Linked DNA regions of Zea mays: all the other regions are linked to region 1. Evidence: chromatin contacts called from public Hi-C data. All regions are on one chromosome and are shown on one strand. The core of a region is the stretch at or near the end of the contact, and the rest is flanking DNA. Distances in the headings are between cores, read along the strand shown.

Region 1 (2,700 bases), core at 124-2,623:
TTCGCCATCACCGTCGACACCCCCCCATCCCGGCCGTCCTCGCCGAACATCTCCATCTCCCGCAGCTTGTCCATGTCCTCTGCACGCCAAGACACGTACTTAGAGATCAAATAAACCGAAACGCTCGAAACCTGGGAGTGACCGGGGGGATTCGCTAGTGACGGACGACACGGCAGAACAGAGTCACTGTCAGCCCACGACGTGCGATAGCAAAGTTGTAGGCTGTGGTGGGGAGGTTTCAGAAACCTTAGCTAGACCCTCGCCACTGGCTCACCACGGTACCACTTGGAGTACTCTGTTCATCTACATGTTTGGCACTAGAGGACGACGACCAGTTTTATTACAAAGTCAAAGCGCAAGTTCTGGCGGGGACGGACGTGTGCTTCCCGTCTTTGCCGTGCAAGTTAGGTTGATCATAAGTTCGTTTCGTCCTTCGTCGTGTACTCGTGTTTCTCTCGGTCGTTTCAGCGGGTGCGTTGATCACAAAACAAACAAACAAAATAGAGTACCATCCAATCTTTTAGCAAACAAATGATAAAAGGGAAAGAGAGAAAAAGGTAGGCTCTGTTCTATTAGCCTTCGTCTGAAACGGAGCAAGAGGCCATTGTCAGCAAGGCAACTCATCATCGAGGGAAAGAATGAAGAGACGAGCCAGATGAAAACCTGGCCGGCGGCCTTTGCCCAACGCGAGAGAATGATAAGAACAAACGGGCTAACAGTAATAACGAGACAAGCGGGACCCCAATACTTTTCCTTCCTGTTTGTAGGCAGGCTTGCCTAAACACGTGAGAAGTCGAGGCGTTGGGACATGGACGCATGGTGCCGCGTGAACGAGCATGTCCGCTTCGTGCTTACCCATACTTTGTTTGATCCGGTGACCGCGCTTGCGGTCGACTGGTCGTGGACGATTCGCATCCAATCAGACGAGAGCGATCGCTTTCTGGGCTGAGATGGACGAGGATTTTTTTTTTCACGTATACCCCGTCCCTGCCACCGGGGCCGGGCCGGGCCGAGGGGCGCGCGCGAGAGCTTCAGAGCGAGCGAGAGAAGCAGCCGGGTAGGTTGGTGTGGGGGAGGACGGACGGGACGGCTGGTACCTTGCGTCTCCAGCGCGAGGCGGACGGTGTACCCGTGCCGGAGGAGGCGGTCGACGACGGCGAACCCGACGAAGGAGATGCCGCCAGTTACGCACACGGCGCGCGCCGCGGCCCCTCCGGCGTCACCCCGGGGAGCGCGCTTAGCGTCCGCGTGGCCCGCCGAGCGGCGCCACCCGCCCGCCAGGAGCGCGGCGCGCAGCTCGTCCACCTCCGCCTCAAGGCTCTGCGTGCTCCGAAGCACGCCCATGCCTGCCGGGCCTGCTCCCGCGCTGCTGCGGTAGTGCCTCTCGGTGTTGGTGGAGAGGGTATTCACGGCGAGTGGGGTGGGTAAAATAGCCACGTACTACACTACTAGGGCGAGCACCACTGGCTGAGCAGAGGAGAGGACTCGGCTGTCTTCGTCGCGCGACTGGGGTTGGGTAGGTAGGCTCGGTACTCTACCTTCACCGAGGCTTGTTTTTTGTCAGACGGAGCCTGGGCCTGCCGCCCGGGACATGGCCACATGGGTTGGGGTGGGGGGTAGCTGCGCTGGACGGCAGGCATCGCACGGGCGTTCCTGCCTGACGGTCCGTCTAGGTCTAGCCTTGGGTTCGGCTTCGGATCTTGTGAGAGTAATGTGCTCAACTCTTCTTGTCCTCCTCCGCTGCCTCCAACTTCTTCTTGGTGTTAATTTATTGCGCTGGAGCTGGTAGCGGAAGCAGCCACGCTATTGTATCGCAGGCCATTGATTTCGATGGTCCCTGTTTGATTATGAAGCTCAACAGTATACTAGCGCCTCATAGATAACCAGGCTCTATAACTGTCCGGATCCTGATCGAGACCGACGGAATATTTGATATCTTATATTATAACAGAGAGATAGATTATATGCACTACAGTAAACGCAGAAACGTCCGACGGCCAAAGCCGTCGGACATAAGGAATAAACCGTCGGAAATAGATTATTTCCGACGGTCAAGCCTTATCTCCGACGGCTTTAAGCCGTCGGAGATAACTCGTCGGAAATAGTGCTATGTCCGACGGCAGCCGTCGGACATAAGTTATCTCCGACGGCTGCCTATGCCCGTCGGAGATAACAAATCCCAACCGTTTTACCGGTCGGGATGTGGGTCCCACTGAATTAAGTCCGACGGCTCCCGCTAGGCCGTCGGAGATAAGCATTGCTTATGTCCGACGGTAGTTAATGCCGTCGGAAATAACAAAAGAGTTATGTCCGACGGCTACCATTAAGCCGTCGGACATAACAAATTACAGAATTTACACAAAATTCTGTTTTTTAAAAAATCTGACATTTACAAAACAAAAACAGATTCATGCACATATACAAATTCACATTCACAATCACAAATACACACATTCTAATAAGTATTCACAATCACAAATAGTCTCACATAAATATTAACATTCACAAATTTAACATCAACATATAGGTTCGACGGTTGTTGCAAACTGAAATTGTGTCTCACAAACAAGTGTTGCAAAGTGTTTCATAAAAAACATCACGACACATCAATCATATCCATCGTCTGGATGGTTCGAGTAGCCACCTCCTCCGGCTGGACTCTGCGTGTTGAAAATGGTGTTCACCCACGAATTTGTTGTG
Region 2 (2,798 bases), core at 91-2,590, 280 kb after region 1:
CCGCCGAGAACCCGCCCGTGATGCCCGCCAGCTCGTCGTACGTGAACCACGACTTGTTGGCCCCCGACAGGTCGTACGAGCTCGACGTCCCGCTCGGCGACGGCGACGGCGCCGGCCCGTTCGACGGCTGGTACACGTCCGCCGACACCACGCCCGCGGCTGCGCCACACTGACGTTCCGGCACCACGATGCTGTGCCTGCGCGACGCGTGCCGCTCCCGCTTCCTCCCCCGGTTGCCCTGCTTGCCGGTTGCGCACGCGATTATCAGCAGCGACGCCAGTGCCAGGACCAGCCCGGCAACGGAGATCCCGATGACCACCGCCTCGTTCTTCATGTTGCTGTTGCTGCCCGACCCACCCCCACCCGCGGGGGGCCCAGGCGGGGACCTCCACATGCCGCCTGCAGGTGGGCCGCCAGAGACGCCGCCCGGCATGATCACCGTCAGCGCCATCGGAGGAGGCAGCATTTGCGTGGGCGCCGGCGGAGGTGGCTGGTGACCGGCGGTGTCCGGTGGCGTCGACGGTGTCTCGCGCGGTGGCGGTTGTCCCGCATTTGGGGGAGGTGACGAGGCCGTCGTCCCGGCGGCTGCTCCGGGCTTCTCCGACGACGGGGGTGTCGGTGGCTTGGTCGGTTCCGGTGCCGGAGGCGACTGCTGCGACGTCGACGCCGCGGGCGGCGGCGGCGAAGACTGCGGAGGTGGCGACGGGGGCGGCGAAGACGGCGAAGGAGGAGGAGAGGACCGGCTTGGTGGCGGCGGCGAGGCCGGAGGAGGAGGGGAAGCCGCCGGAGACTTCTCTGGCGGGGTCGCTGGTGTGTTCGGCGACGTCGTGCTGTTGTGGGCCGGGGGAGGCGGGGACGACTGCTTCGACGGTGGCGGCGGCGGTGTCGGCGGCGGAGGAGACGACGAGGAAGCCTTCGGCGGGGGTGGCGGCGACGACGATGATTCCGGAGGCGGTGCTGCCCGTGCCTTCGGCCCTGGCGGCCCTCCCGCGGGGGACGACGCCAGTTGCTCGGTTGACGCCATGAGGGCGCGCGGCGTCACAGGGCCGCCGCGCGGTCGGCGGTATCGTCGTCGTTCCGGGGAGAGTGGTTAGGAGCCGAGCCGGAATAATGGCATCTCAAACGCGCATCGGCAGGGGAGACGGGGGCAGCGGCGGCCGGGCCTCTCACATAGACATGGGCATGGGTAAACGTCCGTCCGTCCGTCCGCCGGCAGGTCCGATCGAGCTAGGCAGCGTGGAGACACGGAATGCGCCTCGCCTTGGCGACAACACGGCCGCGGCGTAATGTGCTCGTGCCCTTTTCGGTTTTCCTCCGTAATTTTTTTCCCCGCTGTTTTTCCTTGCCTTGCTTTTCTTGGATGGGTAGAGGTGGTGGAACAGAGAACATGCAGGGAGCATCGAGAAATCTGGGTGGCCGCAGGAGGAAAACCGGCGCTAACTTGAATGTGTTTGAACTCCCGAGGAAGACAACGCGGGGGGGCAGTGACTGACACGTCACTTGGCCATGTTCACCTCTCTGAAAGATTTTATACGCATGCTAAATTTAGCTATGTGCAGTGCAGGCGATGCATATGTTCTGAGGATGAACTTTATCATATTGCAATATGCAAATGATTAGTACCTATATTTTAAATTATAAGACCTTTTATTTTTTAAACAAATGGTTTTTGTCATGTATTTGGATATTACTCCCTCCGTTTTTTTTATTTGTCGCTGGATAGTGCAATTTTGCACTATCAAGCGACAAATAAAAAGAAACGGAGGGAGTATCTTTTATAGATACCATGTTTGTCCTTCTTCCTTAGAGAGTCGAAAGAAAGATGATAGAAGAAAGAGAAGGAACGGGTTCTTAATTATCAGCCGGCTATATATAGACTGTAGCGTAGATTCCAAAACATGTTATAAGAGAATAAGAGCAGGAATATAGCTCTAGCAATAATTGCTCAACATTCTTTTAGCTAATAAAATAACCAACCTATTATATGTAATGACTATATATATATATATATATATATATATATATATATATATATATATATATATATATATATATATATATATATATATATATATATATATATAAGGGTAGGTATAACGGGAGCCCTGGGCTTCCAATAGTTAAAGGAAGCCCAGGCCGACCACCCCTGTAAACTGGTTCAACCAGCGCGCCCAAACAGGCTGTCGGGTGCGCCACCTGCCCCACGTCTGTTAGCGCAAAAAAAGGAATGCATGCATGAGTCAAACACGATCCAATGCATGCGCATAAATTTAGGAAAGATATGTGCGGCAGTTTCTGTTTTTAAAATCCTTTATTTCCTCCATAAATTTAGGATCGCTGCAACAGCCATGCAGCTAGACGCGTAAGGACCATTTTATGATATATACTGAGACTAAATATGCTACATTGTGTTAATAATTATGCAATTCGATATACTGCGTAAAAATCTGTTACCAGCTGCATGCACACGAATTTATGATAAAAATAATGTGCAATGAAAGGAAATGAATTACACGCATAGAAACAAAAAATCGTATTTAATATTTTATTTCCTTCATAAATATAAGATCCCTCCAACAGCCATGCAGCTAAAACACATTAAATCTAGTTTATGATATATACTGATACAAATTATACTACATGGTGTAGGTATTTATGCAATTCGTTACACTGCGTAAAAAATATGGCATGTTGTTAACTGGTGGACGCACATCCGGGTTGGAGCGTAATAACCTTAAGTTTTGAGCATAAAATCCCTCAATTATAAGCGTATATACCGAGCCAATGTGAGAGGTTGA
Region 3 (2,824 bases), core at 222-2,721, 360 kb after region 1:
CACCAACGTACGCATGGCTCACATGCATTGTACAACATGCATGCGTGTCGTCCGTCGCTTCTCTATATCCACTGGATCTCTTGCCTCATCTAGCAGCTCGAAACCGAGCACTACACTTCCTTCTCTGACTTTTACTTCGGAGATGGGACAGTACAGACACGCATGTCTGACCTTGCTGGGCGCGAGGTCACAGGCCTCCACGCTGTGGAACCAAAAGCCGTCCCTCACATTATCTAGGATGGTATATGGACCATGCGTATTACTAACTCCATTTTTAAAATATTTGTTGATTGCTAGTTTATTTTTAAATTAAAACACGATAAATAAAAAAACAGGGAAAGCACATGATATTCTTGAAACTAAGAAAAATCCGAGTGTGACGCAAGGATTTCAGTCCCACCCTAATAATGCACCTCGCCACCTATAGTAGTGTCACTTCATTGCGCTCCTCAATCAATAGAAAAAAAAGGCACCCGGCACCCTTCCGGAATATATACCAAGAGTTACTACTACTATACCACGAGGTCTGCAAATGCGGCATTCCATATAGAAATATGTATAGTATATAGTCTCATCATCTCATGAGCTCTACTTGCTTTTCCCCAATCATGGAATAGTATAATATTCCGCCCATCTTGAGAAGAAGTCACTCCTAGCTAGCTTTATCTTCAAGTCAATTATCTTAATTCCAGCTAGCTTTTATAATAGCAAAAAAAAAAGGGCATGCTATCAATGCAAAATACACTCCATGGTGAATCTGATTACGTGGCATATATAAATTTTGGTATTTTCCGTCCAATTTAATTATCAAATTTAAGGTAATTTATTAGTTTATGTTAAATCTAGAACATCTTTATTTTTTGACATATGCATGCCAACCATCTCCGGTAGAAATATTCCGGCCGGGAGGGGGTTGTTTCCAAAGAGAGGCGGGCAATGAGATGAGAGTGTTAGTCTGAAGGCAGCTACTTTTAATATGCTTTCGGTATTAGCATAATCCCACAAAAAGTCTCGAGTGGAAAGAAGCTAGAAAGGTTCAAGTACACTTGTTTAGTGATGTCGATCCTATAATATAATATTAATATTAAATGGCTGCCCTTTTTCTCGCTATCTAAAGCGATAAGACCAGTACAGGAGATAGCTATAGGTTGTGGTGCCAACCTCAATGTAGTGTCAAACACGAAGATAGCACCAAAAAAAGATATGAACCTGAAATTATGGAGAAAAGACAAACAAACAAAATTGAGGCACCAGTCCGCCACACGGAGCATATCCCATTTCCATCACGGGGGCCGCGACGAGGGATGCCCATCCTCGTGAGTGAAGCGAGTGGCACGCTGGCGGATGAGGCGTCGGGTGGTCCGTATCTATCGGCCCAGCCGAGGCGCGCGACGGCGTCGCCGCTCTCGCATACGGGCTGTAACGGTCTTGCTTGTTGGCACGCGTGCGTCCTTGTGTATAAGTTGGCAGAACAGAGCACAAACGCGCGCGCTTGTAGAATGCCCGCCTTTCCCGTCCGCGCCTCCGCTTCGTCCAGCGTCGTCGGTAGCCTCACCGGTACCCGCCGCCCCAGGCTCATCAAGAACACCACCGTCATCTTCGCCACCGCCCCCTCCACCCTCGTGGTACGTACGGAGTACACCAACGTACGCATGGCTCACATGCATTGTACAACATGCATATGTGTGTCGTCCGTCGCTTCTCTATATCCACTGGATCTCTCGCCTCATACAGCAACTCAAAACCGAGCACTACACTTCCTTCTCTGAATTTTACTTCAGGGATGGGACAATAAGTCGGCACGGACACTCATGTATGACCTTGCTGGGCGCGAGGGTCATGGGCCTCCACGCCATGCAACCAAAAGTCGTCGCTCACATTATCTAAGAGGATGGTATACGTACGTACCATGCATACTACGATATCATATTCTTGAAACTAAGCAAAATCCGAGTGTCACGCAAGGATTTCAGCTCCACGTCGATAATGCACCTCGCCACCTATAGTAGTGCCGCTTCATTGCACTCCTCAATCAATAGAAAAAAACGTATGTGCCATGTATACATGTCCCAATGGATTTTCATTTTTTAGAGGAAATTAGTTTATTTTTTATTGGAAAATGAAATCATTTTTGAAAAATAGAGTTATCAGACTAGTAAGAGTATGGAGACCGCACCCGACACCCTTCTGGTGTACCTAGAGTAGACATGTTCAAATTTGGGTCGGGTCAGGTCAAAGTCGGATCGTGAGCTATTTATCATGACCCATACCCGACCCGTGCTTAGTGTCGGATCGGGTCGGTTTGTTTCCGGTTGGGTCAGGTTTTTTTGGCTTTGGGTCGGATTTTTTTCGGGTGGGGTCAGGTTTTGGGTCAAAAATCACGATCTGTACCTAACCCGTGAATTATTATGGGTCAAAAATTATGGCCCGTACCCTTGCATTGGTTGGGTCGGACCGGATTTTTTTCGGACAGATCGAGTCGGGTTTGTCGGGTGGATGGCCCATGATCAGGCTAACCGAGAGGTACTAGTATACCACAAGGTCTGCAAATGCGGCATTCCATATAGAAATATGTATAATATAGTCTCATGTGCTCTACTTACTTTTGCCGGTTTGCCCAATCATGGAATAGTATAATACCCCGCCCATCTTGAGAAGTCAGTCACTCCTAGCTAGCTTTTTATAATAGCAAAAAAAAAGGGCATGTTATCAAAATACACTCCATGGTGAATCTGATTACGTGGCATATATAAATTTTGGTATTTTCCGTCCAATTTAATTATCAAATTTAAGGTAATTTATTAGTTTACGTTAAATATAGAAC

What was found. A called contact is a pair of places that touch in the nucleus more often than the background predicts.
Region 2: a Hi-C map of bundle sheath shows a contact between it and region 1, with 4 times the contacts expected there. The contact joins the promoter of LOC103637381 here to the promoter of LOC103636116 in region 1. A contact is called at or near these places in 9 of 25 Hi-C or Micro-C datasets (bundle sheath, ear, leaf and 4 more) and 1 of 3 datasets of contacts at active chromatin or transcription factors (leaf).
Region 3: a contact with region 1 is called in a Hi-C map of leaf, with 6 times the contacts expected there. The contact joins the promoter of LOC100382491 here to the promoter of LOC103636116 in region 1. A contact is called at or near these places in 3 of 25 Hi-C or Micro-C datasets (bundle sheath, endosperm and leaf).

The regions. Positions count from the first base shown.
Region 1 is chr8:150,019,029-150,021,728 of Zm-B73-REFERENCE-NAM-5.0, forward strand. It overlaps LOC103636116 (cinnamoyl-CoA reductase 1), which reads right to left and starts at 1,374. Exons shown (of 5, transcript NM_001301557.1): 1 at 1,098-1,374; 2 at 1-79. The coding sequence starts at 1,344.
Region 2 is chr8:150,302,633-150,305,430 of Zm-B73-REFERENCE-NAM-5.0, forward strand. LOC103637381 (proline-rich receptor-like protein kinase PERK12) reads right to left here and starts at 1,341. Exons shown (of 7, transcript XM_008659588.4): 1 at 1-1,341. The coding sequence starts at 1,024.
Region 3 is chr8:150,378,047-150,380,870 of Zm-B73-REFERENCE-NAM-5.0, forward strand. It overlaps LOC100382491 (carbonic anhydrase6), which reads left to right and starts at 1,472. Exons shown (of 7, transcript NM_001175228.1): 1 at 1,472-1,625. The coding sequence starts at 1,500.